Regions from separate parts of the Mus musculus genome. Here regions 1, 2 and 4 are each linked to region 3. The links are chromatin contacts, called in public Micro-C and promoter capture Hi-C maps. All regions are on one chromosome and are shown on one strand. The core of a region is the stretch at or near the end of the contact, and the rest is flanking DNA. Distances in the headings are between cores, read along the strand shown. Region 1 holds the start of Sema7a (sema domain, immunoglobulin domain (Ig), and GPI membrane anchor, (semaphorin) 7A). Region 2 holds the start of Isl2 (insulin related protein 2 (islet 2)). Region 3 holds the start of Snx33 (sorting nexin 33). Region 4 holds the start of Pml (promyelocytic leukemia).

Region 1 (6,808 bases), core at 3,411-5,910, 1.0 Mb after region 3:
GGAAGTGGAAGAGGAAGAGAAGGATAAGGAAAAGAAGGAAGAAGGAGAAGAAGGATAAGGAAAAGGAGGAGGGAGAGGAAGAGGAGCAGAAGGGAGAAGGAGGGAGGAGGAGGAGGAAAGAAAGGAAGGAAGAAGGAAAGGAAAGAAAAAAAGAATCAGAGTTGGCCTGGGACAGGGCACTGCCAAATAACTTAGCTGCCAAGCTGAGATAGGAACTTTCCAGATCCATCTAGTCAGGAGATTTTGTTACAACTGATGGGTCACATGTGATTTCATGTGATTGTATCTGATCCAGGCCCTGGAGAGCAAGAATGGAAGCTCAGAGATGGGTCTGTGGCCTGGGAATGGGCTGGAGGGAGGAGATTTCTCTGCAAAGGTTTGGGAGTTTCTGTCCTGTCCCTAAGACTTGCAGACACCAGGTGGCGCTCCTACCACAAGCCCAGTGCCATCTAAGAGTGCTAAACTGTCTCACCCAGTCATACTTGAGCTGACCGCCTTAACGGAAGGTGAAAAAGTCTAGCTCTTCTCTGCCTGTCCTCACTAAATATTCCTCTCTGGATTTTCACATTTTGATCTCATTGAGTTTTTAACAATTTAGGGTAGAGATCAAATGAAAATGTATGTTTGCGACAGATACAGGTATAGGCTGGCACTGGGCAGTGCAGACCAGAGGGGCTAAGTAATGTGTGTTTTTCAAGTCTTTCAATCAGAGTTGGTAGCTGGTAGACTCTGATCCGGCTTAGGGAGAGAAAGCAGGAGCTTGAGAACAAGCTGGTGAGGGTTTGGAGATGTGTGGTGTGGTGAGATGTGGTACTGGGATCTGTAGAGCCTAAAGAGCTCTGCACTCACTCCTACCCAGGCACACCTAGGCATGTGGCCAGCAACAATGGTAACTAAAGCTACTGTGCCATGCTTGTGAGACGGACAGGCATGGTGTGCAGAGTGGTCCAGATGTGGCCTAAAAACTGTTTTGTTTCTTAAAACTTTATTTATTTATTTATTTATGTATTTATTTATGTATGTATTTATTTATTATTCTGTGTATATGGGTGTTTTACCTGTTCACATGTCTCTGCACCATATGTATACACTGCCATCAGCCCCTGGAACTGGAGTTATAGCCAGTTGAATGCTAGCATGTGAGTACTGGGAATAGAATGTGGGTCCTCTGGAAGAGCAACCAGTGCTCTTAACCATTAAGCTATCTCTCTAGCTCCTAACACCTGGCATCATGCATCCGTGTTAACTTTTTTGGATCATTTGGTGATGCTTTTATTTGATGATGATCTCTTTAAACCGGAGAGTTTGAGCAAAGACTTAACTTTCAACTTCACTTGAAAAGCCAGACGGTCTATCTGCTGCCTTTTCTGTGGCCTCCATGGTCCTGAGCTGAGTAGCAGCTGTCCTGTAAACAGCATTCCACCCATGACCTGCTTGGTCTGTGTGCCTCTGACAATTAGGGGACATGAAGATGAGTAAATCGTTCCTGTTGTTAGAGGCAGGCCTGGGTGGAGACTTAATGGCAGGGATGGAATCCTACATGAGGAGGCGACACAAACGACTAGAGCTATTAATAACCCTGAGAAGTTAGATTCTTAGATTATTATATCTATGAAAATTAGTATGATGGTCAACCTGTGTGTATGTTGTATCTCCTCACCTTGGGCCTCTTGTTGGGGTAGGTCATGCCTGCAAGGTCAGGCTGTGGAATCAAGACTGAGGAAAGCTTGGGAAAGGAGAAACGGACTGAGTTTGGTCCCAGAGGGTAAGAGGCTCTGTTGGAATATTGTGATGGACCTTAGGACCTCCGCTGGTTCTGGGTCACGAAGCTCCAATCTGTATGTGTCCAGATCCTTTGATTTCTCAAGGGTACCCGTTGGATTTGGCTGCACCTTCTCTGCCCCACAGGGTGCAGGTCTGCATCCTTTCTAGTAGTCTTGTCTCCCACTCCTCCAATTCTGGGGCCATGTGAGGAGAAGCAGAGCTGTGTCTCCCCTGCAGACTTGTCATCACTTGCATCTGATGCTGCTTCTGGTGAGGCCATTTCCCATCACTGGTCATGAGTGGCAGGGTATGCCTTGGTTCAGGCTCAAGGGCCAGCTTTGGATTCTAACAAGGCAGGCAGGCAGGCCTGTCACTACCTATACTGTTTCGATTTCCCTGTGTTACCTGAGTCAGGAACCCCCAAACTATTGCTGGTACCTGTTCCCTTCTGTGGCTTTTCCTTCTATAGAATCAAGGAGCAGGCTGCCATCTGGCCTGGCCCGTTGTCCCAGGGTCTGTCTTGGAGAAAAGACGGCCTTCAGCACTTCTCACTCTAGCATGCAGCCTTGGGAAAAAAAAAAAAAAAAAACAAACGCCTTGGCTTCTACCCCTAGTTTCCATCTGTTCCCTATTGCTTAGGAGGCTGAGTCTGGCCCCTGGCCTGCCCTTCTGCTCAGCACGTGGTAACCTAGCCCTGTCTGGGTCCTTCTGAGGATTGTTTGGACCCAGACTGCAGTCAAGTACCAGCGGCAGCACGCAAAGGCACATTACACTGATGGAAGCAAAGGTGTTGGCCCTAGAGAGACCACCTAAGTTAAAGTCCCAGCTCTGCCACTGTCTCTGTCCACCCGAGTGAGTTTAGGTAGATTGTATCACCTTTCTATGCCTTAATTCCCCTGCTTATAGAGAGAGGAACTATAGCACCTAACTCCTAGGATCATGAAGTCGGCATTAAAAATGAGGCAGTGGAATGTTTATAGCATGTAATAGTAACCACACTATTGGCAATTGTTATTAAAGTCAGAAAAGTTGGCTTTCTGTCTCCATTCATTCATTTCCAATTGATCTCAGACGGACCCCTGTTGTCCTGGATGCCTCAGAGTTGTCCCTAAGTTGGAGCTATGTTTCCTTATCAGAGGAAAAAAATGTAGGTCTGAGAGGAATGATGTAGGCGGAAGTGGGTTGCATTTTATGAGTTACTGTGCACATGGGTAATGTTTTCATTTCAGATGCACTTGAATGCTTGGTTCTTAAAGGCAGGGATGGGTGGTTTCTTAACTTGCCCCAATCATTTATAGAAATGAAGATACTGGAGGGCATAACTGCCCAGAATATGAGTCACTGGGCTAGAAAGCAAGTATCATTCTTAGAAGCTACTTTGGCCTGGTCAGTTTGCCAACTTTAGGGCCACAGGATTCAGTGCAGGCCTGGGAAGGAGTTCTTGGGCTGTCAATAGGCTTTTCTTTCTGGGGTTGTGATCTTAGGCATCATGAAGCTAGTGACTCCGTGCACAGCCCTGTAGTGTCTCTAGACCCCTCCCCACAGAGAGATCTGGAGGAATTCACCTTAGTGGCTAGGGTACTTTGGGGCTTTTAGGAATGGAGAAAACAACTAGAAGCAGACTGTACAATTGGCAGAGCTAAGATTCGCTGTATCAAAACCTCCCTGCCCGTGGAGCAGTGAAGAGGCTGGCTCTGAGGTCAGGGCATCCTGCCCAGGGTCTGCCTGTGTCTACAGCATGCTCAGTATGTCTGGGTCTGTGGGTTTTGAAGGTCAAGTCTTTGTTTACTTCTGTTCCCTCTTCCTTGCCCTGTCTCTTCTTGGTGCAGTACATCTTAGACTACATATACAGTAAGCAATAGATTGGGACAAGCTGACCTGGATGGATTTCCCAGTCATAGCTTCTTTGGGTACAAGCAGAGGTAGGGAATCTGTCCATCTCTGGCCCAAGGAACATGGGAGACCCTTTTACGAAGAGCAGACAAAGTGGCTCTGAAAACATAAGCCAATGACAGAGTTTCCTGGGTTGTTCAGGTGACTGCAGAGGGGCCTGGACCCTCTGATGGAACTACCACCGCGTCACCAGGTTGCCCTTGGTATGTAGCTGAGCCTTAGGCAGAGAAAGATTCCCTTCGATTGGTCTGACCTTCCCTCTCTGATTATGAGTCTTGTGCCCCTCACTTTTTTCTTGGGGAAGGGGCCTTCCTAATTATATCCCCCTCAGTGCACATGGAAATGAGTTTGGATTTTCTGAGCATACACCAGCTGGCTGGGGGGAGGCAGCCCAGAAGGCTGCTGGCTGGGGAAGGGAGGAGAAAGGAGAGGGAGAGGAGGGAGCCAGGCCAAGATGAAAAATTCCCAGTGTTCTCTCAGGCAGAGCAATCGTGGGGCGTTGTGGGCACCCCACACATCTTAGACCTCCCCTCTCTCCTCCACAGAGGAAAGCATCCTGCTCCGGCTGATAGGATCAGCAGAGAGCTGCGTCCCACTCCCGCAAGCCCATTCTATGAGAATGGTTCTCTGACTACAAACCACTTAGCTGACAGCAAGGGGGGTTGTCCGGTGTTAGACTCATCCATGCGCTGAGAGATCCTTACGGATTTCCTAGGCCTTTCTTTCCACTGGGGCGAGGGAAGTGGAACTGAAGCCCAGAGGAGGGATGGGATCTGCCCCTCATGACAGATCACAAGTCTGTCTTCTTTGCAGCTGGGTTCTCCCGGTGGAGTTGCCCGCGTGCGGGTAGCGAAGGTTTTCCTGGCAGCGGTCACCGCACAAGCAAGGGGCCACCGGCAAAGCTAGAAAAGGCTGCGAGGGGCGGGGGGGAGGGGCGGGGTGGGGTCAGGCGCTTGACTCCGCCTCCTGGCGCTAGGTTCTGCCTGCGGCCGGGCGCTGTCTCAGTCTCGGCTGCTTGCCGCTGTCGCTCCGGGGCTGCGGGATGACGCCTCCTCCTCCCGGACGTGCCGCCCCCAGCGCACCGCGCGCCCGCGTCCTCAGCCTGCCGGCTCGGTTCGGGCTCCCGCTGCGGCTGCGGCTTCTGCTGGTGTTCTGGGTGGCCGCCGCCTCCGCCCAAGGCCACTCGAGGAGCGGACCCCGCATCTCCGCCGTCTGGAAAGGTAGGCGGCGCCGCGCGGCCGGCGGGGCGCGGGATCGGACGCCTTGCGGGGCGGGTGCAGAGTGTGCGGCACCCGGAGAGAGTGCGTGTGCGCAGCTCTGCGGGTCTCAGGCTGGCCCCGAAGGGAGCGTGTGGGTCCGGGTGAGTGTTTGTGAGTGTGCGTACTGTCACGCCGGAGCGGGCTGGAGCGCTGCAGCGTGCGAGCGAGTGGCTGGGGCCCGGGCCCAGCTAAGTGGCGCTCCAAGTCCAACGGCAGCTCTGAGCCGGAGCCGCAGCGCCCGAGCGCGGGGGGAGGCTGCGGGCCCCTGTCTCACCGAGGCTCTTTGGCTTTCCGCCACGGGGTCTACTATACAGAACCCTTCTTTCCCCTGGCCAGCTTCATCACCCCGACCTCCTCCTTGCAAGCTGCGAGCTCTGCTGGCACGCGGGGCTCGGGCTCGGCTGGTGAAGGGGGCGCGGACCCATTGCCGCCGCCGCTGCGCTCGGGCTGCGGGAACAAAGACCCCGCCGCCTGCCCCCGCCCCCGCCCCGGCCCGGAGCGCGGGCCAGGCAAGGGGGTGGGCACCCTGCGGCGAACCGGGACAAGGTGCGGTGCAGGGGCTCCGAGCACCTGGGCGCTGTCTCCGTAATGCTAGGACCAGCCGCTCCCCCCTTGCCCGCACGTGGCAGTTGTCACCAGAAATCGGCACTAGCACGGGGAGGGGGGACAGTGCCCATTGGGTGGGGCGAGGCCATTGGGACCCCCAAGCGGCGTATCTGGGGAGGAGTGTGCATCCTTAGGACTGTAGTGAATATGAGAACCTGAGGGACTGGAGTCTTTCCTTCGGGCATCGCAGTTCAGAACCACGGACGGTGGGACAGAAAGCTGGCTAGGTTGGGGTTGGAGGCTTTCTGCCACTAGGGACTGAGCTCCCTCCCTGCATTGCACACAAATGCCTCCCCGCCCCCAGACAAACTCAGCTCTGTACCCAAATTTGGCATCTCTGCAGCCCCTCCCCTAGTGGTGATGGGGGACTCACACCGGGGGCTGGGGGTACTTGTCCTGTCTGTCCCTACTGTCCCTTTGATGCCTTGGCAGTTTGCAGGGATTGCGGAAGTCTGAGCATTATCTGGGGCAGGTATTCTTAGCAGAGGGGGGGAAACCCACATAAAATGAGTGGCCCGAACTGCCGCAGCAGCTGAGAGAATGTGACTTGCCCAAGGTCACTGGGCAGTGTGGGCACTCACTGTGCCGGAGGGGTCTCTGATCTGACTCTGGATCTGTCCTGGGCCAGGTTAGGGAGAGGAGAAGGATTTAGATGGTTCTCCAAACCATAAACGTGGTACTCTCGTCTCCAACTCCGCCATCCAGCCAGAGGTGTAACTGGTGGAAGAGGAGCAGTTTATCTGGACCTCTGAACATCCAGTTCATGGTGGATACTTGCACCCTCCACAGTCGCACCACTTCAGCCTCTTTCTCTGTCCCTGCCAGCATGTTAACTTCCTCCGTCCCCTTGTGTCTTAGACACATGCATATGAGTATGCCAGAGGAGACAAACGGTTATGTCTGAGTGTTCTGGAATCTCCCTCTGTATCAAACCCCTTTCATTTGATTGTGCTTGTCCCCCCAATCCTTCCTTGACCTCCCGCCACATACTTAATGCACACCCACTTGTTAGCACTTAATGCATGTCTCTCCATCCCTGGCACTTAGTCTTCCCTTACCCTCAGACTATTTAAAGCTGCTCTCAGCCCTCTTACCCACTTTCAGGCTCCCAGCCCATCTCTATGTGCTGCTTCCCTAGCTTGCACTTCACTGAGTGACCACACTGGTAATGCACTATTGACCCCCTCTGGCTGGGATCCACCAGACACTCACCAATCTTGTCCAAGGACAGTCTGCAGTCTCCTTCACAAGTGCCAGGTGCCCCACTGGCCAGACAGGCCCTGCCA
Region 2 (7,324 bases), core at 3,557-6,056, 1.4 Mb before region 3:
CATCTCTCACCCTAATCCTCTCGTAGAGACTGCCCCCAAAGACTATGAGCTTGCTTGCTTGTTTAAAAATGGAAGGATTTTATCCCATATCTGTCCACTATAAACAAACTAACAAACAGCACAAAAACATTTCCATCTGGACAGACCACAAGTTCATGACTCATCTCATGGCCTGAAGTGGGTTTGAGTCTCAGTCTTGTCTCTTATTAATTGTATCGGCTTATGAAGTTTACTGATTTTGAGCTGCTTAAAGATGATACTACACCCTGCCCCAATGCTGCAAGGTAGGTCTGGCTTCGTGGACCCACAGCCCGTGCAGTTACAAAGGTTTAATGCTCTGTCATCAGGGTCTTGATATTCTTAGTAATGTTTGAGCAGGAAGCTTTGCGATTTCATTTTAGTGGGCTCTGCAAATAATGTGGCAGATCTTGTTTAGGGGGTGTCCAGGTGCTTTAAATGGGGTCTGAGACTTCTTAGCCCAGGGCCCATTCATTCCACAGCAAGTGCTAGGGAAATGTTAGGGAGGAGAGAAGGGCCAGCCAGTAGGCACCTCTCTGCTTACAGGGGTAGGAGATGCAGGCAGAGCAGAAGAGGACTTGGCTGTCAGTGTCAGGGGGCCTGATGCCTCATCCTGACTTGGCAAGTTTCTTCTTTCCCTCAAGCCTTTGCTTCACTGTGCCCTCCACTTCTAAAAGCTGTAAAGTCATGAACTCTGACATCTCCAATATTTTGGAGAAAAGGAAAGGTCTGTGGAAGTGGATTTGGAGGGGTTGGAGCAGCAGCAAGAGGAAAGGTCTGCTGTGGACACCCGAGAGGCGCTCAGTGGTCTCAGACCTGGATAAGGGCAGAAGGACACCCACAGGCAGGCATTCCAGCAGGTGGTCTGCTAACCCAGCTTTCAGCTCCAGCTCTGTGATCTTCATGTTGCATAATGAACCTTAGTTTCCTTTCTGATATTATTGTGGTGTAGATTTAAAATTTCTCCCCTACATAGTTAATGTATTCTGGGTTCTGTCACAGCTGGTGGCATTGTTGCAAGGTGTTGAATCCAGAGGCTCTCTGGCCTGCTCAATAGGATAAATCCATAGATAAGTTTGCAGTTGGTGGGCTATTAGGAGGCAGGCCTGGGTGAATGACATAGGCCAGGTGTCTTTGAAAGGCACATCTTGCCCTGGGTTTCTCCCCATTTCCGTCTTGCCATGAAGTTAGCAACTTGTCCTATCCTGCCTTCTGCCATTATGCTTGGCCTCATGGAAGCCTCAGAGTGACGGGCCAACCATGGGTGAAAACTCGGACACTTTCACAATAAACCTTCCTTCTTTAACTTTTTTTTTTTTTTTTTTTTTGGCCAACTATTTTGTTGTAGTGATGAAAAGATGCCCAGAGGATCTCAAGGCTCCTCCTTCCACTAACCAGCAGCTCCTGCTCTGTTGGGCGGAGATCATAGTCTGTAGCTTATTGGCAGGTAATATACACTGATGAATCTACAAGCAGACACTGGAAACAGAAAGTCAGTTGCATGATCTGGTAACGAGTTACTTACCTTTCCACACCACTGTCCCTCAGCCGTGATGTGGGGATTTCTGTGAACTATGTTAAAGCACACAGCCCTGAGAGAATCTCCTATACCAGCCATGGTGATGGTGTTGCCACGGCCCAGCATTCCTTTTTACATCTGTGAGTCTCTGGACAGGAAGGGGTAAGAACAGAGGCGGTGATATAGAGAGGAAGCTGTCTGTGCGGCTGCATGAACGTGCATGCGCAGGCTGGCACACGCATCTGGGTCCCTGGGCTGGGATGTGTGCAAGCGTGTGCAACTTCTGCCCTGTCAGTCAGGGGGAGCATGACGAGCTCTCTGTCATACAAGGGCCCAGGAGCAAGTCCCCAAAAGTGTGTCCTGCTTCCTGGTTTTAGGAGGAAAAAGACAGGGAAGGTAGAAAGGATGGAAAGATTGACAAAGCAAAAACAGAGAAACTAGCCAAAAAAAAAACAAAAAACAAAAAACAAAACCCAAAACAAAACAAAAACCTACAACAACAAAACAAAACAACCAACCAAACCAAACCAAAAGACTCACAACAACAAAACAAACAAACAAAACTCCAGAAAAACAAATAAAAGCCAGTTTTTTTTTTTTTTTTTTCCATTGCCTGGCCTTTGTAGGCGACTCCCAAGCCCTGGCCACAGGCCAAGATTGCTGCTCTTTCCCTCAGGCAAGGCTTGTCCTCAGGAGGGGGGCTGTTGTCGTTACAGAGTAATGACCCACCCACCTGGCTTTCTCCAGGGCTTTCCAGAGGGAAGAGCTCAGGGAGCGTTTGCTGCAGTCCTTAAGTCTTTCCATGTCACAGCTGAAGCTAGGGCTCTCAAGCCATGGCCACCGCTCCCAGCAAGGGCAAGAAAGGAGGGGCCACTGCCAAGAGTGTGGAGAGCAGAGAGCCCTGCTTCCTCTCAAAGGGGACATTTTAGGAGGAGAAGCAAGGCTGGACCACGTGTATCACTTATGCCCCTCTCATGCCAGCACTGGACTCCTGGGGTGACTGGGACCCCGGAGACCCATGCTCAGGGACCTGGAAAATGGTTTTACAGCGGCAGAGAAATGGAGGTGAGTGCCCCTCCCCTATCCTTAGCAAATTCTCAAGAACTCAGTTTCTGGTTAGGAGGGGCTTTCTCTAGGTAGGAGAGGGTTAAAGGTTGAGCCTAGGACTCCTGCGGAGATAGACTGCCATTACCTAGGAGGTTTGCAGGATCTAGAGGTAATGGGAGCCAGGTCTAGCCCAAGATAGCCTTGGGGTGGAGGGTGAGGTGACAAGTATCCCCCAGTACCTGGAGCAGGCACAGTGCAGAGCCCACTCACTGGCTTCAACAATAAATCCAAGTCCACACCTAGGGCAGGCAAAGCAAGCACATTCACAAATAAATAAATCATTGCCCAACAGGCAAGAGATGTGCTTAGTCCTCACTTCCAGCAAGGCCCCACACAGATACCTTTCCAGAAAAGGCACACTCCCAAGTGTATAGGGTCCCAACAGAGAGAACCACTATGGTTACTGTAGATACCAGACACTGAGCACGATGAGGTAGGATTCTAAGGCTTTCCCTGCGATTAGTTTAATTTTTTTTAACAAAGCAAAGACAGCTGTTCTAAGTACAACCCATTTCACAGATGAGGAAAAGTGAGGGAGGAAGAAGAAATGAAACACCCAAAGTCACAGAGACCAGCGCTGATGCAGGACCCTTTACTTCATGGTTTGTGGTTTACCAGCAGAGATACAGTCATGCAAACTTAACCAGCCCCAGAGCCAGAGCGGCTGGGGCGCTAGTAGGAAAGATGGGGAAGGGTCGGCCTGTTGTCAAGCGGGTTGTAGGCTGTGGCAAAACTCTGGGTCCAGAGAACACTAGCGCTCTAAAGGTGGAGGCGGGGTCAAAAGCTACAGGAATCCGGCTGTGGAGCGAGGTGCCAGACTGTTTCCAGCGCTGGGGCATCTCCGAGCAGCCTTTCTAACCCCGACTTTCTGCAGAACCTGTGCCGACGCTCTTGACTGCAACCATTTCCCAGCCCAGCAGCTTCGGCTCTTAGCAGTTGGACCGCCGCGCCTGAATTAGATAGATCTCGGGCAGCGAGGCCTGCGGGATCCAAGTCCGGACATAGCTTTTGGTCGAGATACTTTATCCCAGAAGCCCACCCGCGCCCCACTTAGAGAGGTATCAAGTTTTTGGTGTCCTTTCAGAATGGGAGTGAGGGACCAACAGACCACCGTTGGATAAACACTGTTTGTACCTCATCGATTTGTCTTTCAACCCTTTGAAACAAAATTCACAACGATTTTTGTTTAAAAAAATCCCGAGTCTTAGAAATCGCAGATTTTTCTAGGATTAAAAAGCCACCGGGAAGACGGTAAATTACCCCGTGTCCCACATTTGTTTCTGATTAGTTGTGTTGTAATTGGTTTGTGTAACCCAAAATCAGAGAGTTCGTAAAAATCTTTTACTGTATGAGTGACACATCACAGCACTGTTTTTAGGCTCTATGCAGCTGAGAGGAGAAAGGAGAGGGTGGGAGTCAGCATCAATTTAACCAAAAGAGCAAAAAGTAGGAGGGAGGAAAAGTGCCTAGGCCAGGGTGGGTGGGAGGACTGTGGCTCTAAGTCTCTGGATTCCTTTTGGCTTACCCACCTGCAACATCGAGTTTTCTACAGGCGGCGCGGGTGGGAAAGTCCGCATAGAGTTTATCCAAACCCAGGTGCTCATTTCCTACCCGTTCTCCCTAACTTGGACCCCGCCGAACAAAGGCTCAGGCCCACCAGGGAGAAAGGTGGCCGGCTGGACCAGTGATGGTCCCGAAACAGCGAATCCTCTTTTCTCCCTCAAGGTCTGTCGTCCCCAGGAGGAATTTTTAATTTAAAAATTATAAAAGAAAAACACTTTTAAGGGGGAGACGACTCTCATCTATTCCCAGAAGACTATTGCCTTGCTAGGCAAACGCCCTACAAGTCCGAAGAAAGCGCGGCGCTGCGGCAGAGCCCGCGGGGTGGAGATGCGGCTTCCAAGGGATTGCGGGACCCGGGGCTGCAGAGAGGATCTAGGAAGGTTTCGGGGGAGGGGGCTGCGCTCCATTGTTCACTCCGAACCAATCAGAGCTTTCCCACTTCCTCCCAGCCAATCTCCCTGCGCCTCCGTGTCTACCCCAGCCCACCCTCCGGGTCCCCATCATCTCCCGAGCAAGCCCCAGGGCGGTGGGAGAGCTGGGTGACGCTACAGGTCCCGCCTCCAGCTCGGGCCCCGGGCGAGTGCGTGCTGACGTCATGCTGCGTGCGGGCCGGTGCGGAATCGCTCCTTCAACTCCGCGGGGCAGGAGTTAGTTAGCAAAGAGCAGAGGCTGGGCGCTCGACCCTGGTCCTTCTGTCCCCGGCCGCAAGCTTTGCTCACATCTCTCTCTGCATGGTGGATATTATTTTTCATTATCCTTTTCTGGGTGCTATGGGGGATCATTCCAAGAGTAAGTCTTTCTCTGTGTGTGGGTGTGTATGTGTGCTTGATATGCAACATTTCCAATGCAGAAGAATGTTTAGCGGATTCTACAAGTGGCTTTTATTTGACAAAATACTTGGGAGAATAAAAAAAAACAAACAAACAAGCAGTGCATTTCGCCCATAACACTGTTTATTCGTTGGAATCCTACTATTTTATTTTGCAATTAGACATTATTTCCCAAGTTGGCTGGAATGACCTCAGGCTGTGAAATTCTTTTTCTTTTCTGCTAGGACAATTAGGTTTGATTTAGAGAAATGGGTTTCTTCTCTGCCTTAGGAAGGTAGAGAGGTTTCAGTAGCTTGATCTGAGGTGTTTAAACTAAGAACTGTCGAAGAAGCTAAGAGGGGACAGGGCTGAATGCTGCGGTGTCTGCGTTGAAATAGGGAGTCGCTGTGAGCGGGAGCGGGCGGAAATCCGGGCTTGGCTGACAGTGTGGACACGGAGGCGTCCGTAGCTCCCCAGTGTCACCGTGCTGTCGTCTGCCTCCCGTTAGCTCTGTCTCTAGCTGAACCGATACTACGTCCGCGTTCAAAGACGGTGATAATGGAAATATCAGGAGATTGTGTTGTTTTCGTTTCCTACTTTCTGGATCATTCGAAAGTGGTCTCACTTTTAGAGCGGGAGATCAAGCAAGGGAGGGCGGGTTGGGTTGGGGCTGCTGCAGCGGCCAAGGCCGGCCGGGTCCTGTACCGGGCCTGACGCGGGCCCTGCGCCCTTCCCTGCTAGAGAAGCCCGGGACGGCCATGTGCGTGGGCTGCGGGAGTCAGATCCACGACCAGTTTATCCTTCGCGTGTCGCCCGACCTCGAGTGGCACGCCGCCTGCCTCAAGTGCGCGGAGTGCAGCCAGTACCTGGACGAGACGTGCACGTGCTTCGTGAGAGACGGGAAAACCTACTGCAAGCGGGACTACGTCAGGTGAGCCGGCGGGACCCGGGGTTCGGCCCCCTTGGGCTGGGGGGGACACGGCTGCGCGTCCTGGGCTCGGGTCCCTGCGCTGACGCCCGCCGCACCCGGGCCCGCAGGCTGTTCGGCATCAAGTGTGCCCAGTGCCAGGTGGGCTTCAGCAGCAGTGACCTGGTGATGCGGGCGCGGGACAGCGTGTACCACATCGAGTGCTTCCGCTGCTCCGTGTGCAGCCGCCAGCTGCTCCCTGGAGACGAGTTCTCGCTGCGGGAGCATGAGCTGCTCTGCCGAGCTGACCACGGCCTCCTGCTGGAGCGCGCTGCGGCTGGCAGCCCGCGCAGCCCCGGCCCGCTCCCCGGCGCCCGCGGCCTGCATCTGCCAGGTAAGCCTCTCTCCCGGCCCGCAGCGCTGCGCCGCGTCAGTAGGATGTACGACTGTGTAGCCGACAGCTGAGCTTCCGACGGGAAGCCGGTGTGAAAGGCTGCGTGCGCTGGGAACCCTGCTATGTGTCTGCGAGTGCGGGGGTCGGGGGGAATTGTATGTATGTGAGCGTGAGAGCCTCGGGAGTTGTGTTCTCCGTGGCCCGGACCATGTAGGATCGGGAGAGTGGAGGACCCGGAATCCTAGGTGCTGCCTGTCTGGGTTGTGTTTAGAATTCCTTTGATGAACAGGGAGAAAAGGTATCCATCCCACCCGGAGCCAAGGGAAGAAGGCCAGCGGCGCAGAAGAGGGGCCTGTGTTCTTGTTTTGATGTCCGGCTAGCATAAAGAAAGGTTCAGGGAGTTTATTGGTTAAAACCCTCCTAGGATGATAGGTGCTCTGGCCAGGAGTTGCTCAGACTGGGAAATAAGTGTTGACAAGAAGCAGGTGGAGAGGGTGCGACAGGAGACCCCAGTTCCAGGAAGCCAGGGGATCTGCTACTCAGATCGAGGTAGACCAGGCCCTCTGTGTGGCACCAGGGATTTCTTCCTCTCTGTAACTCCATTTCCACACTGTAGAAGGAGGGGATTGGTCTTGGTGGGCTATTTGTAAATGTTTACCCAGAACTAGTAATGCCTAGAGGGGACTTTAATGTAAACAATGCAGCTAAAATCCAGGGTGTGTAGACCGGGTTGAAAGTAAAACAGAATGGAGTTGGTGTTGAATGAACCCAAGCTGAGTTCGCCCAGGGACTCCTCTTTGTTTTGAAATGTAGGCTTGAGGCTGTTCGAGGTGGGTGTGAAAAGCAGCAGACACTGGGCTGAGGGGACCCAGAACCCAGAGAATCTCAGACCGAAGCCCCAAGGCAGGTAGCCAGGAAGGAGCCATTCTGTGCCCAGAAGGCCTCAGCTGCCCAAAGTCTGAATCGTCCTAGTCCGAGAGTGTTCCTAAGGGCGAGACTAGCCTAGG
Region 3 (7,349 bases), core at 1,507-4,006:
TCATCCATCTTCTTACTGAAAGCCTTGAATGTATCCACGCGGTCCTCTACATCCTGCAGATCCTGGTGCTCTGTGGGGATCTGGAAAGTGAGCAGAAAACTGGCGCCCACCATCTCATCCTTCTCTGCCCGGCGCTTACCCATCTTCCACTGCTTGTCATCCAGGCAGCTGAGGAAGTGCTGGAAGCCCTCATACTGGGAGAGCACAGGGTGGCTGGTCATGTGGTCCATCCAGAGGATGAGCCTTCGCTTGCGCTTCTCGATGAAGTCCTCTTCGAAGCGGCCTGTGGCCTGCTTCTCAGGCAGGTGGGGCACTGAGATCACTGTGAACTTGTGTAGAAGGCGGTTGTACAGCCAATCAAAGTGTTTGTAGCGCCGGTAAACAGGCGAGCCTGCGTGGGTGGGTGTAAGCTTGTAAGAGATGTAACTTTTAATGCCTTTGAACTTGGTCTGTTTGGTGGGGTCCTCTATGGAGCAGGCAAATGGGTGGGGGTTGGCCTTCCACTGAGGGCCACGTGGGCCCATCTCAATGGAGTAAGTCTCAGCAATCTTGGCCATCATGGGCACATCACCAAGGATGAAGGCCTCCACTCCAGAGCGTACGAAGCACGAGAAACGATTGAGGTTCCGTCCTACCACACTGCCCCGCTTGGCAGACGCCAGGCTGTCCTGCCTTTCCAGGGGTGCCTTGGGTCGGAAAGCCATATGCTGGTTGGGGTAGGCACCCGGGTAGGAGAGGTTGAGTGGAGGGTGCCCATTGGTACCTAGGCCGCCAGCTAGTGGCTCTTCTACCACTGTGCACCCATCATCCCAGTCATCCCAATCATCATCATCATCATCCTCGAAGCTTCCTGGGTTTGAGAGGAAGCCGCTGCCCCCACCACTCCTGGCTGGACTGGCCATACTCGGGCTGCTATACAAACTCCCCTGGGTGCCCAGGGAGCCTGCAGGGCTGTTGGAATAGTCCACATGGTTGGTGCTGATGCCAGGACGGACAATCTCGACGTAAGAAGCAGGGAAGAGCCCTGTCTCCCCACGGCTGTTCTGTCCCTGCAGCCAGCCGTCCAGTGAGGTCTCACTGAAGATAACCAGCTCTTCGTCCTGCTGGATACTGATTTCCTCCTTGTTCTCACTGTGGAAATCATAGAGGGCTCGGCCTTTCAGTGCCATGGCTCAGCTATCTGTTAGGTCAAGACTGGAAGGAAAATGCCTTGCCCAGATTCAGGATGTTCAACAGGGTGTCCAAAAAAAAAAAAAAAAATGTACTTGCAGCTCAAAGTCTAGTAAGCCCTACCAAGTCCTTTGGGCAGGGCCTCAGCATGCACAGATGCTGTCTAGCTGCCTTTTGGTCAAAGAAGTGTCCATGGTCCAGAAACTGCCTTGGGGTATCTGCCTGTAAGCAGGGAGGGGTTGGTCATGGCCACAGTCTTTCTCCTCTCCCTTGGCAGCCCCTGGAAAGGAGCGGGTCTCTCCCTCCTCACACACCAAGCAGAAAAGTCAAATGACTTGAAGAAAGCAGCTCTGCTAGAACCAGAACGAGACACACACTTTCCACTAAAACAGTGTTGTACAACAGAAGAGATTTACCCTCAGACCACGGTCCCAGGAACGCAGGCAAGGTTCTGCCTCCTCTGGCTCTCCGTTCTTACTGGCTCCGGCTTTGGGAGGCTCTCACATTCTTCTGGAGATCTGCTCCTTCCTCCTTCCTCTCTCCTCCCGGGCCACCGCGTCTTCAAGAATCCAGAAAATTCAAGAGGGGCAAAGAGAATAACAGCAGAGTCCTGAACCAATTCCAAGGGTGGATGTGTCCGGCCTCCAAAAGAGCCAGGCCAGGAAAACAAGGGCCAAAGCTTGCACAACCGGCTGAAAACTACTCGACCCAGGGGGTGCGACCCCGTCTCGCTAGCTCTGGTGCCCTCTTCCCGCCCTGCAAATGGCCAGCCCCCGCCCCCAGATAACAAGGGGGGGCGCGACAAGCAGCGCAAAGAACTTCTGGCCTCTTTCACTCAGTGCCTCTTTTGTTTGCCTAATTCCTCGGCAGTTTCAGAGTATGAAGCTGACCCGGATCAGAGTCTCAGAACCCCTGTCCAGAAGTAACGCTAGGAGAAACCTCCACCATCACCACCCCCCGCCCCTGATGTGCCCCGGAACACTCAACAGCAGTCAGTAGATAGAGCTCTGTCGAACAGATGGCGTAGTCGGGTGTTTGTCAGTCCGTCCGTAGGTTCGTTCTCCGCGATGCCCTCTGGATCCGACCCGAGAGGGACTAGCTGAGCCCCAGCTTCTTGCCTCTTTGCCCCTCACTCGCAGCCCTTCAGCGCTGCCAGCAGGAAGCCAAGTCCAAAACAAACATTCACCCTCCCTTCAAAAAACTAAAAAGAAAAAGAAAAAAGAAAAAGAAAGAAAGAAAAGAGAAGGGGGGAGGAGTCCAGGAGATGGCGTTCCGAGGAAGGAGGCTAAAGCAGTAGGGGAGGTGAGGGGTGGAGAGAGAGGGAGGGAGGTATGAGGGAGGGAAAGCAGGCTACGGAATTCAACAAACTCTACCGCACTTCCGTGCGTCCTGGCCGGTCAGGGACCGCACAGCTCCGCCCTCCCGCGGCCAGGGTGCCACCGCCGGCCTTCCGCTCACTTTCCTTCTGGCGGGCGCCCTCCCTCTCTCCGGTTCAGTCCCGGTGGCCGGGATCCAGGAAATGGACCCGGGAGTCGGGGAGCTGCGAGCTTTCAGCAGCCCAGTTGCCGGCGCCCAGAGCCGCTTCTCGCTCGGATTGGATCGCCGCGTGGGGGAGCTCGCCAGCCGCCTTCGAGCTTCGCCTCCTGGACTTGGTCATCCATCTGCCTTTTCCGTGACGCAAGTGCAGGAAAACTCCGAAAGTTTGCGGAGCGCAGTGGCAAGGAGGGAGCTATAAAGGCTAGGAGAACCGCCTCGGCTGCAGGGGAGCAGAGCTGCGGACTCCCTTTTCCCAACCTCCTTTCCCGCCACGCGTACTTCGATCTGTCTAGGGGCTAACACAGCTCCCGGGTTGTTCTCAGATGGTGTAGGCAGCAAATTGTGACCCTGGTATCCCGCAGGTGATAACCGATGCTGTAAGCAAGATAGGGAGAGGAGCCCTCCTGCCTTCCGCAGCTCCCAGAGTGTGGGGGTGGGGTGCCAAAGACCATGTAACTTCTTCAGTGACAAGTTGCAAGTTTAGGCACAGGCGGGTTCTGGGTTGCTTTGTCCTTTCGCGGGAGCCAGATCTTCCTTCCAGGCCAGCAGCAAATAGCAAGGAGAGAGGAGTGGTCTGGTAAATAGCCTTTAGGCTTCCAGGATTCGACCCTCCACATTAGGCAAAACTAGGTGTACTAAAGACAGGAGTTGTGCTGAACTCTGGAGCGAATATAACAGCTGGATTGCTGCTGTGGTTTTTAATTCACACTGTCTGTCCCATCATTAAGTTTATATTCCAAACAACAAATTAACCGAAACTAAGATTATCGTCTGGAAGGTCATAAGTATCTTCACAGAGAAGCAAGATGTTCCAGCCTAGTGTGGCCAGTGTCGTGCAAAATGCTTGGGAAGGCACTGATCCCAGCCTAAGTGGAACACATATCAAGAACCTTCCAAGCCGTGGTCACCCATTCCTTCAGTCCCAGCACTAACAGAGACAGGCAGATCTCATGAGTTTGAGGCCAGCCTGGTCTACAAAATGAGTTCCAGAAAGCTAGGGATACATAGAAAACCCCTGCCTCTCTGTCTTGTCTCTGTCTGTCTCTCTTTGTTTTTCTCTCTCTGTCACACACACACACACACACACACACACACACACACACACACACACGCACGCACACACACACACCTCCTCTTCCTCTTGGAGCCCTAGAGCCTTATTTACCCAATCTTGCTAGGGCTTCCTACCTCCAGGTTACTATTGTTCTTACTTATTGCTGATTAACTGGTATAAAGTAGTGCTGCTGAAGGTTGGGACATTTGGCTGTTTTGAGGGTCATGACTCCTAGACCTCTGACTCCAAAACTCATAAACTTTGACTCCCTATGAAGGATAACAGCTGGTCGTGATGACACACACGGGAGACTGAGTGAGTGCCAGGCCAGCCTGTGCCACATCTAGCAAGATCTTACCAAAAGTTAACCAAACAAACCGGGAGCTGAAACAGCACTGTCATGAATTGGAGGCTGGACTCCAGTCCCTTTCTTAAACAAACAGACAAACGAGTGGTGGTGGACACATTTAGTCCCAGAATTTGGGAGACAGAGGCAGGTGAATCTCTCTGAGTTCTGGGCCAGCCAAAGATACATAGCAAGACTGTCTCAAATTAAAAATTGAAAGATCTTGAGCATGCCAAACAGTCTTAGCACTTGGAAGGCAGAGATCACACATCTGAGGCTATCCTCGAGCCTATGTAAGGTGGGGGAGGGGGTTGTCACAAAGTTGGGTGTTATGGTACATCCCTGTAACCCAAGCCCTTGGAAACAAAGGCAAATTTTAGCTCAGCTTTGTCTATGTAGTAAATTTAGGACAGCTAAAGCTACAAGTGAGACCCTGACTTAAAAAAACAAAAAGCTCAAACCCTAGAATCTGAGAAACAGTTGTGAAGCAAAACTTTTGCTTTACTAGATCAAGAGTTGGGTCTGCTCCTTGGGATGCACATGGGCCAGGCTAGCCCATGAGGCTGATGCATCTCCCCCCCCCCAAGAAACCTTGTCCCTTGCTATATAAGGACCCTAAAGACTCGGTAGATTGTTTCTCCCAGCCACTGTCTTTTGTTTGGGCAGGGTCCTGCTATGTAGTCCTAGCTGACCTAGAACTGGCTATGAACCATGCTGGTCTCAAACTTGCAAACATCTTCTCACCCTTGCTGGAGGCATTTTCCTACCTGTGTGAGTCTCTTCTTGTTCAGGGACCTTTCTCCTAGCTGAGGCTAACAATAGCACGATTCCCTTAGTTCTTGCTGAGTACTTGGCACAGCTGTAGACACTCCCTCCCACTATGAGCTTAGTGTACTTAGTACAGCTGATAGGCTTTTAAAAGCATGGACACAGCCCCACTACCTTGGTTGCCTTTTGTGTATGTATGGTACCAGGGAAGGAAGTGGATTTGAATCTAGGGACTGGGCATGTTGGCCAAACACTGTATTGCTGAACTCAGCACTTTTGTTATCTTTTGGATTAGGGTCTCACTACATCGCTGCCCAGACTAGCCTTGAACTGGCTCTGTCATTCAGGCATACCTTTTTGTAGTCCTTCTGGCCTCAGTCTTCTCAGTATTTGTATAACAGGCTTGCTTCCTGTATTGTCTTTACTTCCAACACACATTTAAACAGCAGCATCTTAGATTTATGTATATGCTCTAGGTAGGTTTTCCTAATTCTTAGGGTTACCCTCATTTCCAAGTTCTTAGGAAGAACAAATATTTCAGCTTATAGAGATCTCCAGAACCTCCTTCCACTCAGTAAATTCCAGGGGTCCTCATCAGGTCTAAAGTTACTAGGAAACCAGACTGACTTTCATGATTTCCCTGTACCCTGCTCATGTCTTTGCAAATGATCCCTTTCTTACATTCACTTTCCTTTATCCTTTCTGTTCTTGCATTTGTATGTCATGTGTGTTTCTATCCATGTGTGTGGAGTCCAGAAACTGATATTGAATGTCTTTCTTGGATTGCTCTGGAATACACTGAATTAGGGTTTCTCACCTGAGCCAAAGCTTACAGATTTTGATGTGTTAGAATGGCGGGTCACATCTCAATAGCACACTAGGCCAAGGCAGTTCCATGTGGAAGAGGTTTTATTGGGAGGGAGAGACAAGGTGGTGGCAGAAAGAGAAGAGGGGAAGAACAGAGACAGAGACAGAGACAGAGACAGAGACAGAGACAGAGACAGAGAGGCATTCTCCTTATTTATATGGAAAATGATGTAACTCAGGTAAAGGTAGGAGGTGATCCAAGTGGATTCTGGGAATGTGTTGCCAAGGCAACAGGTCTGCAGGTTCCACTGTCACCTATATGATGTCATAGGTTTGGGAGGTCCTGATGCCAACAGATTCAGCTAGCCTAGTCTCTTCCTTCTGCCAAGGATCAGCCTGGTCTTGGAGAGGGATTCTGAGGAAGAGGCGTTCCAGAGCATCTAAAAGAACGGCATGAAGTTAGTCATAGAGTACACACTGACAGCCGGGGTTCGGCTCCAGACAGATTTCTCCTAGAGCTCATCCAGATAGCTCTGCTCTCAGAGACCAAAGCCCAGTCTTTTATTTACATATCATTTACTCCAGGTTCCCTTTTGATTACCCCACAAATCAGCATTCTATGACCCACACCCCTTGATTCTTAGAAAGAGACAACAAACCTTTTTTTTCCTCAGATAGCTAAGCATAGAGCAAATCTGACCCAAGACCATGAGGAGAGGCAGAATGCTATTAGAAAAATGGATGCTGATTTGTCGGCAGATTCTCCACTCTGCTTGAAGAGACAGGAGGAGGGGCTTCTTTTTTTAAAAGACATTATTATTATTATTATTATTATTATTATTATTATTATTATTATTATTATATCTAAGTACACTGTAGCTGTCTTCAGATGCACCAGAAGAGGGCGTCAGATCTCATTACGGATGATTGGGAGCCACCATGTGGTTGCTGAGATTTGAACTCAGGACCTTTGGAAGAGCAGTCAGTGCTCTTAACCACTGAGCCATCTCTCCAGCCCGAGGAGGGGCTTCTAAAGACTGATGTCCAGTATTTTTTAGCCATTATAGGAAACACAGAATGTTTTTCTTTGCTTCTCCCATTCCTTTCATATCAGAGTAAAAACCTTGATATTGTCTAAGGCAGCATATTTGAGAATAGGTCATTTTTCTTTGTACAGCTCCTAATTTTAAAGTTTCTCCTGATCTTCTTGTTGCTGTGAACACATTCGGGACATAGCAAATTATCTTCCACTCCTGGTTCTGAGATAACACAGGCTGGTAACAGGAAGAGAAAATTTATTCTTTGGGGAGTGTCTGGAAACCAGGTCTGCCCAGCATGAAATTGCAGGCGAACCCAGTCTTTCCTGTCTACAGGGCACTGCCTGCCACGGACATCATGGACCACACACCATCTGAATCCAATGATTTGTGGCAGAAAGGCCCCTACAGAAGAGGAAGGAGGACAGCGATTCACAGACACTGGCTGAGCAGTTTTTATAGCAATTCTTCCCCAGGTCCCAAATGTGGACCCCTGAGGTGAAGTTAGAATTTCCAGTAGACCACTCTCCTACTTTAGCAGCTGCTTGGAGGCCCTATTCCTCTGAAGACTATCTTGGGTTTCTTGGGAACCAACTTCATTCTGACCTCATGAGATGTGTTGGGAATATAA
Region 4 (7,089 bases), core at 1,393-3,892, 1.3 Mb after region 3:
CACACTCGAAACACCAGAAGTCGGCCAAGCCTTTGCAGCGGGTGCACGCAGCCTGAGCATCCACGATCTGCCGGAACACCGCCAGGCGCCGCTGCAGGCTCTCGAAGAACACGTTATCCAGGGCCTCCCCATTAGCATCGGCCTGCCCAGGAGCCTTGCAGATGGGGCACTGCAGGCCAGGCGCCTCCAGGCATCCGGAGCACAGCGTGTGCAGGCAAGGCAGCAGTTTGGGGCACTTGGCTTGGGCCTGGCAGCTCGGGCAGCGCAGAAACTGAAATTCCTCCTGTATGGCTTGCTAGTGAACCAAGGAGAGAAGTGAGGCCTACAGAAAGCCCAGACGTCTTGTCCCCTCCACTGGCCGCCCATCCCTTCAGCTGGAGATTGGAGAGGGTAGGACCTCACATTCCATTCCTGGGAGTCATTGGATCATGTCCTGGCTTATCGGCACCCCAGTTCCTCATTTACTTCGAGCCTTGCAGCTCTCACTGCACAATTTACCGGGCACCCATCTGCTTATCATTAGACTCACTAGTAGGTCCTGAGATACAAGATAGGATAGATACATCTTTGCATTTAAGGGACTCAAGTTTGGAAAAGTATCAACTTCATATAAAGTGCTTAACACAATTGGCAGGATGACCCTCAAAAAGTTAGACTTAAACTACCGTATGACCAAGCTTCCACTTTCCATATATATACTCAAAAGAACTGGAAAAAATATCCAAGCATATAATTATATACTAATGTGCCTAGCAACACCCCCACAAAAGTCACAGTGACCCAAGTGTCCTTAGCACATGAACGCATGAACAAAATGTGTCTGCAAATGTAACAAAATAGTATTCACCCTGAAAGAGGAATGAAATCCTGATACATTCAACAACCTGGATGAACCTTGAAGACATGGTGAAATAATATGCCTGCCATAAAATTAGAAATATTGTGTAATTCCAGTCATGTCATATAAAATAATAATAGTTAGTTCATAGGTATAGAAGGTGGAGCTACTGTTCAAAGAGCTCAATACCATGGTGCCTGGCACATGAGAAATACCCATAAGTCTAATCCCAGCACTCAGGAGGCAGAGGCAGGCGATTTCGAGGCCAGCCTGGTTCACAAAGTGAGTTCCAGGACAGCCAGGGCTATACAGAGAAACCCTGTCTCGAAAAACCAAAAAAAAAAAAAAAAAGAGAGAGAGATTGAGAGAGAGAGAGAAGTACCCATAAATGTCAACTAGTATTTTTAATCCTTAGCTATATAATGCTAATAATAAAAAGTTAGGGCAATGTGACCTTATTTGTGTTTTTTGTGAAGGGAAAAATGAGTGAAGAATAATGGGATGGAGGTAGTTCCTTCCAGGGTGAGTATGGAAGGTTGAGGCAATACTCCCAGGAAGGCCATGAACTAGGCTTCCTTAGGAAAATGAGCTTGGTGGCGCATACATTAATCCCAGAGCTCAGAAGGCAGGCAGGTGGTTTCTATGAATTTGAGACCAGCCTGGCTTACAAAGCAAGCTCCAGCCCGGCCAAGGCTACAGAGTGAGACCCTGTGTTCCAAAAGATAAAATAAAATAAATCCCTAAACCTCATACACATAAAATAAATTGATGAAAATCAAAAGAGAAAGCAGCTGTGTGAATCCTGTTGGTCTTAGCAGGCACTTTGGTCTGAGCCAGGTTCTGTCTGTTTGTTTGTTTTGTTTTGAAACAGGTCTTGCTGTGATGCCCTCAGCGGTCTTGAACTCTCTTTGTGGCCTAGGCTGGCCTGGAACTTGTCATCCTCCCTCCAGCCCTACCATCCCAAGCACTATTGCTCCTGGGATGTGCAACCACAGCTGAAAAACGGGAAGTGTTGGTGTGGGGGTCAGGGAGGGCGACTATAGTTTTGCCAAGTCTGGGACATGCCTTTAGCTCCAGGCCAGAGCAAATAAGACTCCTGGCCAGGCCTTCCACAGGACTATAGTCTTTCATCTGAGGTAGGCGCTTCAGGCAAGGCTTCAGGGAGTAGGAGTTACAATCCAACTATCCCCAGTTACAATCCAACTCATCCCGGTTTTTTTTTTTTTTTTTTTAGACAGGGTTTCTCTGTGTAGCCCTGGCTGTCCTGGAACTCACTCTGTAGAGACCAGGCTGGCCTTGAACTCAGAAATCCACCTGCCTCTGCCTCCCAAGTGTTGGGATTAGAGGTGTGCCCCACACCGCCGGGCCCCTGTTCCTATTTTACTCTAGGCTATCAGTTCTACCTCTGCCCAGCCAGGAGGGTCAGGACCTTGGTGTCTCTTTAGGACACTAACCCATTAACTTACTTCTCTATAACGACCTTCTTCATCCTCAACTCCTCGACCAAAGTAAACGAATAAAAAAACCTAATAGCCCTACACCTTCTAACCCAGTAGTACCTCTGCAGGGCTTTGGCTGTGTTCATAGTCTTCGGAGGGTTCCTCTGGGGGAGGCATGGTGGGCGTGGGGGTCAGGGCAGAGTCCTGTTGTCGACAGGGAGATCCAGGGGGTGCAGGTACCTTCTGCACGGAAACTGGTTCAGTTTCCATTTCTTGATTAGGTCTGTGAAGGCGGGAAATGGGTCTCAGATCTGAGCCAGAAAACTGAGCGAGAGATTGCCCGAGGAGAGCCCGCCTCCCGAGAGGAAGTGAGACAGGGCTGGGCGGGTCTAGGGGCGGAGAGGCTGGTTCTATAATCTCCCTTCCAAAGTTAAGAGAAAGACTAGGGAGCTATGGAAGTAACTCTGGTAGAGTCAGAAAGGTTAACCAAACAAGCAAGTAAACAAGCCCGGCATGCGGGCATGGCTCATTAGCAGAACAAGGAAAGATCCGGCCACGTACGCAGCATGCACACCAGGAGAGAAACAGAGCTGACAGGCTTTTCCCTGTCTGTGAGCTATTGGACTCATTCCACAGCTATATGTCTTTCTAGTTAAAAGCCAGGTAGAGAAATAAACTCCTCTTTGAGAGAGCCTCCCAAGTGCACCCTAGTGGAGACTTCGACTCAGTACTGGGATGGGTTTGCCTGGAAAGGCATCCCTCAGCTGAGAATGGAGCATGAGATAGAAAATGACCAGGAATTCAGAGCTGCTCAGACATTTTAAAGAGAGACAAACACTTGGAAAGGAGTGGAGGTCTGAAACAGGAGAGCCAGTTTGGGAAGTAGTCAGGGCCATTTTCAGATTTAAGATGGGGCTCCTGCGAAGTGATACCAGAGAAGATGAGATGAATCATACGGTGAGAAATGGACCGATTCTACATATGATCTGAGAGTTGGTGAAGGGTTTCTTACAGCGTGTCAGCTGCGTCTCTTGAATGACCTTGAGGCAGGTGGCCTATGAGAAGTAACTGTGGGACACAGAGTTAGTTCTGAGTCAGTGGAAGGACCGTGGTGACAGAACAGCGTTGAATGGGTCTGATGACTGTGCATCGTACAGAGGTAGACAACAGGGAGGCAAGGGGAGAGCTGGCCAGCAGTGGTGAAGAAAACAAGAGATACAAAGTTAGCTTTTTGACCAAGAAAAAGCAATCCAGAAACTAGTGGGTGAGGAAAACACACACCTGCTGACACTCTCATTGGCCAGTGCCTTTGGCTTCTAACTTCAGTCTGTTCCCACCCACTTTTCTGGCCCCTATGTGCCTATTCTCTGTTCCTATGTGAAACTGATTAAAAGGGATGGTAACAGGTTCCTGCTTTTGTAAACTTAGAGTTGTGGTGAGATGGGTTCTAAAGGGAGACCCAACATCCTGGAGACTGTGGAGGCCATACATCTAAGCTGACCAGTATCCCTTGGCCTTTAAAATTAGCCCATCAAGGGCTGGAGAGATGGCTCAGCGGTTAAGAGCACTGACTGTTCTTCCTGAGGTCCTGAGTTCAATTCCCAGCAGCCACATGGTGGCTCACAAGCATCTGTAATAGAATCTGATTCCCTCTTCTGGTGTGTCTGAAAACAGCTACAGTGTACTCATATAAATATTTTGAGTAAATATTTTAAAAAATTAGGCCAAGATCAGTTATATTGTGTACAAATATTTGTGTTTTCTTTCCTCAATTTTTTAAATTATGTGATGTAACATCTATTAATAGAATGTCAATGGTTATCATATTGAAGTCTGAGATACTAATAGAATGTTTCTAGGGGGCTGGTGAGATGGCTCAGGGGTTAAGAGCACTGACTGCTCTTCCAGAGGTCCTGAGCTCAATTCCCAGCAACCACATGGTGGCTACAACCATCTGTAATGGGATCTGATGCCCTCTTCTGGTGTGTCTGAAGACATCGACAGTGTACTCACATACATGAAATAAATTAATTAATTCAAAAAAAAAAAAAAAAGAATGTCCCTCAAGGGACATTGTCATCTACTCTAAATTTTTTGTTTGTTCGTTTGTTTTTGTTTGTTTGTTTGGTTTGGTTTGTTTGTTTTTTGTTTTTTGTTTTTTTTTTGGTTTTTCAAGACAGGGTTTCCCTGTACAGCCCTGGCTGTCCTGGAACTCACTTTGTAGACCAGCCTGGTCTTAAACTCAGAAATCTGCCTGCCTCTGCCTCCGAGTGCTGGGATTAAAGGCGTGCACCGTCACGCCTGGCATCTACTCTAAATTTGCAATGCATTTGCAGTTGTATGAGGGATAGTTTTATCTGGTTAGGTGTAATTATAACATGGTTAAATATAATGTGTTTGTAATTGTATGTCAGATAGTTATATCATGTTTAGGTATTATTATGATTTGCTTAATGTTTTCACTTGGAAATTGATAAGAAGATATGATTGTGTGTCAAGTTGGCAAGGGGTGGACTTGTATGGCAATTCTGGGTTGTCAACTTGACTACATTTGAAATTAATTAAAACCTCACTCCCGGTACCAACTCATCTTAGGGTTTTTATTGCTGTGACAAAACACCGTGAGTAAAGAGCAAGTTGGGTAGGAAAGGCTTTATTTTGCTTACATTTCCATATGGTGGTCCATCAATGAGGGAAGCCAGGACTCAAATAGGGCAGGAACCTGGATGCAGGAGCTGCTGCAAAGGCCATGGAGGATGCTGCTTACTGGCTTGTTCAGCCTGCTTTCTTAATGAACCCAGGACCAGCAGCCCAGGGTTGGCCCCACCCACAATGGAATGGGCCCTGCAACGTCAATCATAAATTAGGAAAATGCTCTTCAGGCTTGCCTACAGCACAACCATTTTCTCAATTGGAGATCCCTCTTTTCAGATTATTCTAGCTTGTGTCAAGTTGACATAAAATTAGCCAGGCTAGCAGTCATAGGCAGGGGAACTTAGAAATGAGCTATGGCAAGGATCCAGGGAGGCAAGACTGGGAAAGATTCGTCTTTTCTTGCTTTGTAAAATGGCCTCCTGCCAGCCTCCCAGCATCCTACTGGGGTATATTTTCTACCTTCATTTGGGCTTTCTGAAGCCACGGAAAGACAAAGTTACCTCAAGTGCCTGGATCAAGGAGTCTCATGTAATGCTTTGCTGCTGCTGCTGCAGCCACCACCACCACCATCCACTGCCAGGATTCCTGGGGTGTCTGCATGTGAAATTTTTCTTTTATACCAAAGTTGGGGCCTTCTGACTTCAACTTGTCCACAGTGACTTGGATCTGCCATCATTAAGCAAATAAGAACAGGACTCTGTATGGCAGGCTCTGTTTTCTTGGCTGTGGGGAAACAAACAAACAAAAAATACCAGTTTGCTGACCACACCAGAAGAAATCCTACATCTGGATAAGCACACCCATAACTCATAAGTGTGTTGAGTTTGGAGGAATGGTTTGAGGCCAAAAACATTTCTCTGCTTCTGGAGAAAACGCTCCTGCAATGCTCCTTTAAAGCCAAACTTCCTTGCCTCCTTTCCTAAGGCCAGGTAGGAGGTGGTCAGGAAGCCTCAACCTTAGAACCAAGGCCACATCCCCAAACTGTGCTCCCGCCGTTCGGTCCTCCCAGCGCAGGGGGTGCTGTGGAGCGGCAGGCATGGTGGACCCGGCCTGATTCCTGATCCTACTCAGCCACTGTTGTTAGTGACGGAGTAAAGCCGGAAGCAGTGGGAACGAGGAGGGGCGGAGCTGCCACAGGCTGGGCAGGGCAGTCTCCCAGCAGAGGATCGGGGCGTGTCCCGGTTAGAAGTCATGCTTGGAAGGTCTGGCTACCGGGCACTGCCCTTAGGGGATTTTGATCGTTTCCAGCAGTCGAGCTTCGGCTTTCTGGGTTCGCAGAAGGGCTGCTTGTCCCCAGAGCCGGGCAGCGTGGGGCCGGGGGCCGGTGAGTGGCTACCCAGCACCGCGGACAGAGGGGCACCCCAAGACCTGTACTCTCTGCCTCTAGGAGGAAGGAGAGTGAAGGGGATAGGATATGAAGTGGGTGCCAGACAAGGTGTGGGGATGCTACCACCGATTTGTTCTCCCTACGGCACCAGCTGTAGCTTTGGAAGCCGCGCAGCCCCATCTTCCCTAATCTTAGCCCATCCCGTTACTATTTCCAGGATAGCCCATCATGCATAGAAAGAAAACAGAGCCCTAGGCAGAGGGAGCCATAACCCACAAGGCATTTGTAGAGAAATGGAAAAAGAGTCGCCCTAGGGTAGCAGCGCAGGGAGCAGGAGTCTCCTGTGTCCTGGTGAAGATGCACAGAACAGAAAGCTGGGCCTGCAAGCTGCCTGGCTTGTTTGCTTTGGCTTCCTCTCTCCAAAGCCTGACTGTCCTTGGAGTATTCTGGTCCTCTGTGGTTCTCCTGTATTGACGGTGCATTGAAAGCTTTGGCAATGCTGAACGAATCCTCCATTTTCTGCCCCGTTCTTTTTTGTTGTTGTTGTTTTTGTTTGTTTGTGGTTTTTTTTTTTTTTTTTTTTTTTTTTTTTTTTTTGAGACAGGGTTTCTCTGTATAGCCCTGGCTCTCCTGGAACTCACTTTGTAGACCAGGCTGGCCTTGAACTCAGAAATCTGCCTGCCTCTGCCTCCCAAGTGCTGCGATTAAAAGCGTGCACCACCACGCCCGGCTCTTCTGCCCGGTTCTTAGGATTCCTCCTTCCCTGAAGAGGTCAGGAATTAGTTTATGACTTAGACTGTCCTGCAGGCAGGGGCTTCTTGAAGGATAGA

What was found. Promoter capture Hi-C pulls out the DNA fragments that hold promoters and counts their contacts. Hi-C and Micro-C count contacts between places; a contact is called where the count stands out from the background. Capture Hi-C pulls out chosen DNA fragments and counts their contacts.
Region 1: a contact with region 3 is called in a promoter capture Hi-C map of liver, with 2.0 times the contacts expected there. The contact joins the promoter of Sema7a here to the promoter of Snx33 in region 3. A contact is called at or near these places in 2 of 39 promoter capture datasets (liver and pre-B cells) and 2 of 115 datasets of contacts at active chromatin or transcription factors (bone marrow-derived macrophages and pancreatic cancer cells).
Region 2: a contact with region 3 is called in a Micro-C map of embryonic stem cells, with 4 times the contacts expected there. The contact joins the promoter of Isl2 here to the promoter of Snx33 in region 3. A contact is called at or near these places in 1 of 39 promoter capture datasets (embryonic stem cells), 1 of 484 Hi-C or Micro-C datasets (embryonic stem cells) and 1 of 115 datasets of contacts at active chromatin or transcription factors (pancreatic cancer cells).
Region 4: a contact with region 3 is called in a promoter capture Hi-C map of adipose tissue, with 2.2 times the contacts expected there. The contact joins the promoter of Pml here to the promoter of Snx33 in region 3. A contact is called at or near these places in 5 of 39 promoter capture datasets (the C10 cell line, erythroid cells, liver and 1 more), 1 of 484 Hi-C or Micro-C datasets (B cells), 1 of 115 datasets of contacts at active chromatin or transcription factors (large pre-B cells) and 2 of 9 other capture datasets (adipose tissue and liver).

Annotation. Positions count from the first base shown.
Region 1 is chr9:57,935,452-57,942,259 of GRCm38.p6, forward strand. It overlaps Sema7a (sema domain, immunoglobulin domain (Ig), and GPI membrane anchor, (semaphorin) 7A), which reads left to right and starts at 4,661. Exons shown (of 14, transcript NM_011352.3): 1 at 4,661-4,877. The coding sequence starts at 4,700.
Region 2 is chr9:55,536,343-55,543,666 of GRCm38.p6, forward strand. Isl2 (insulin related protein 2 (islet 2)) reads left to right here and starts at 4,807. Exons shown (of 6, transcript NM_027397.3): 1 at 4,807-4,996; 2 at 5,758-5,947; 3 at 6,055-6,317. The coding sequence starts at 4,939.
Region 3 is chr9:56,925,615-56,932,963 of GRCm38.p6, forward strand. Snx33 (sorting nexin 33) reads right to left here and starts at 2,757. Exons shown (of 2, transcript NM_175483.5): 1 at 1-2,757. The coding sequence starts at 1,169. It also overlaps the pseudogene Gm19936.
Region 4 is chr9:58,247,144-58,254,232 of GRCm38.p6, forward strand. It overlaps Pml (promyelocytic leukemia), which reads right to left and starts at 2,643. Exons shown (of 9, transcript NM_178087.4): 1 at 2,398-2,643; 2 at 1-295. The coding sequence starts at 2,547. Stoml1 (stomatin-like 1) reads left to right here and starts at 6,021. Exons shown (of 7, transcript NM_026942.3): 1 at 6,021-6,256. The coding sequence starts at 6,124.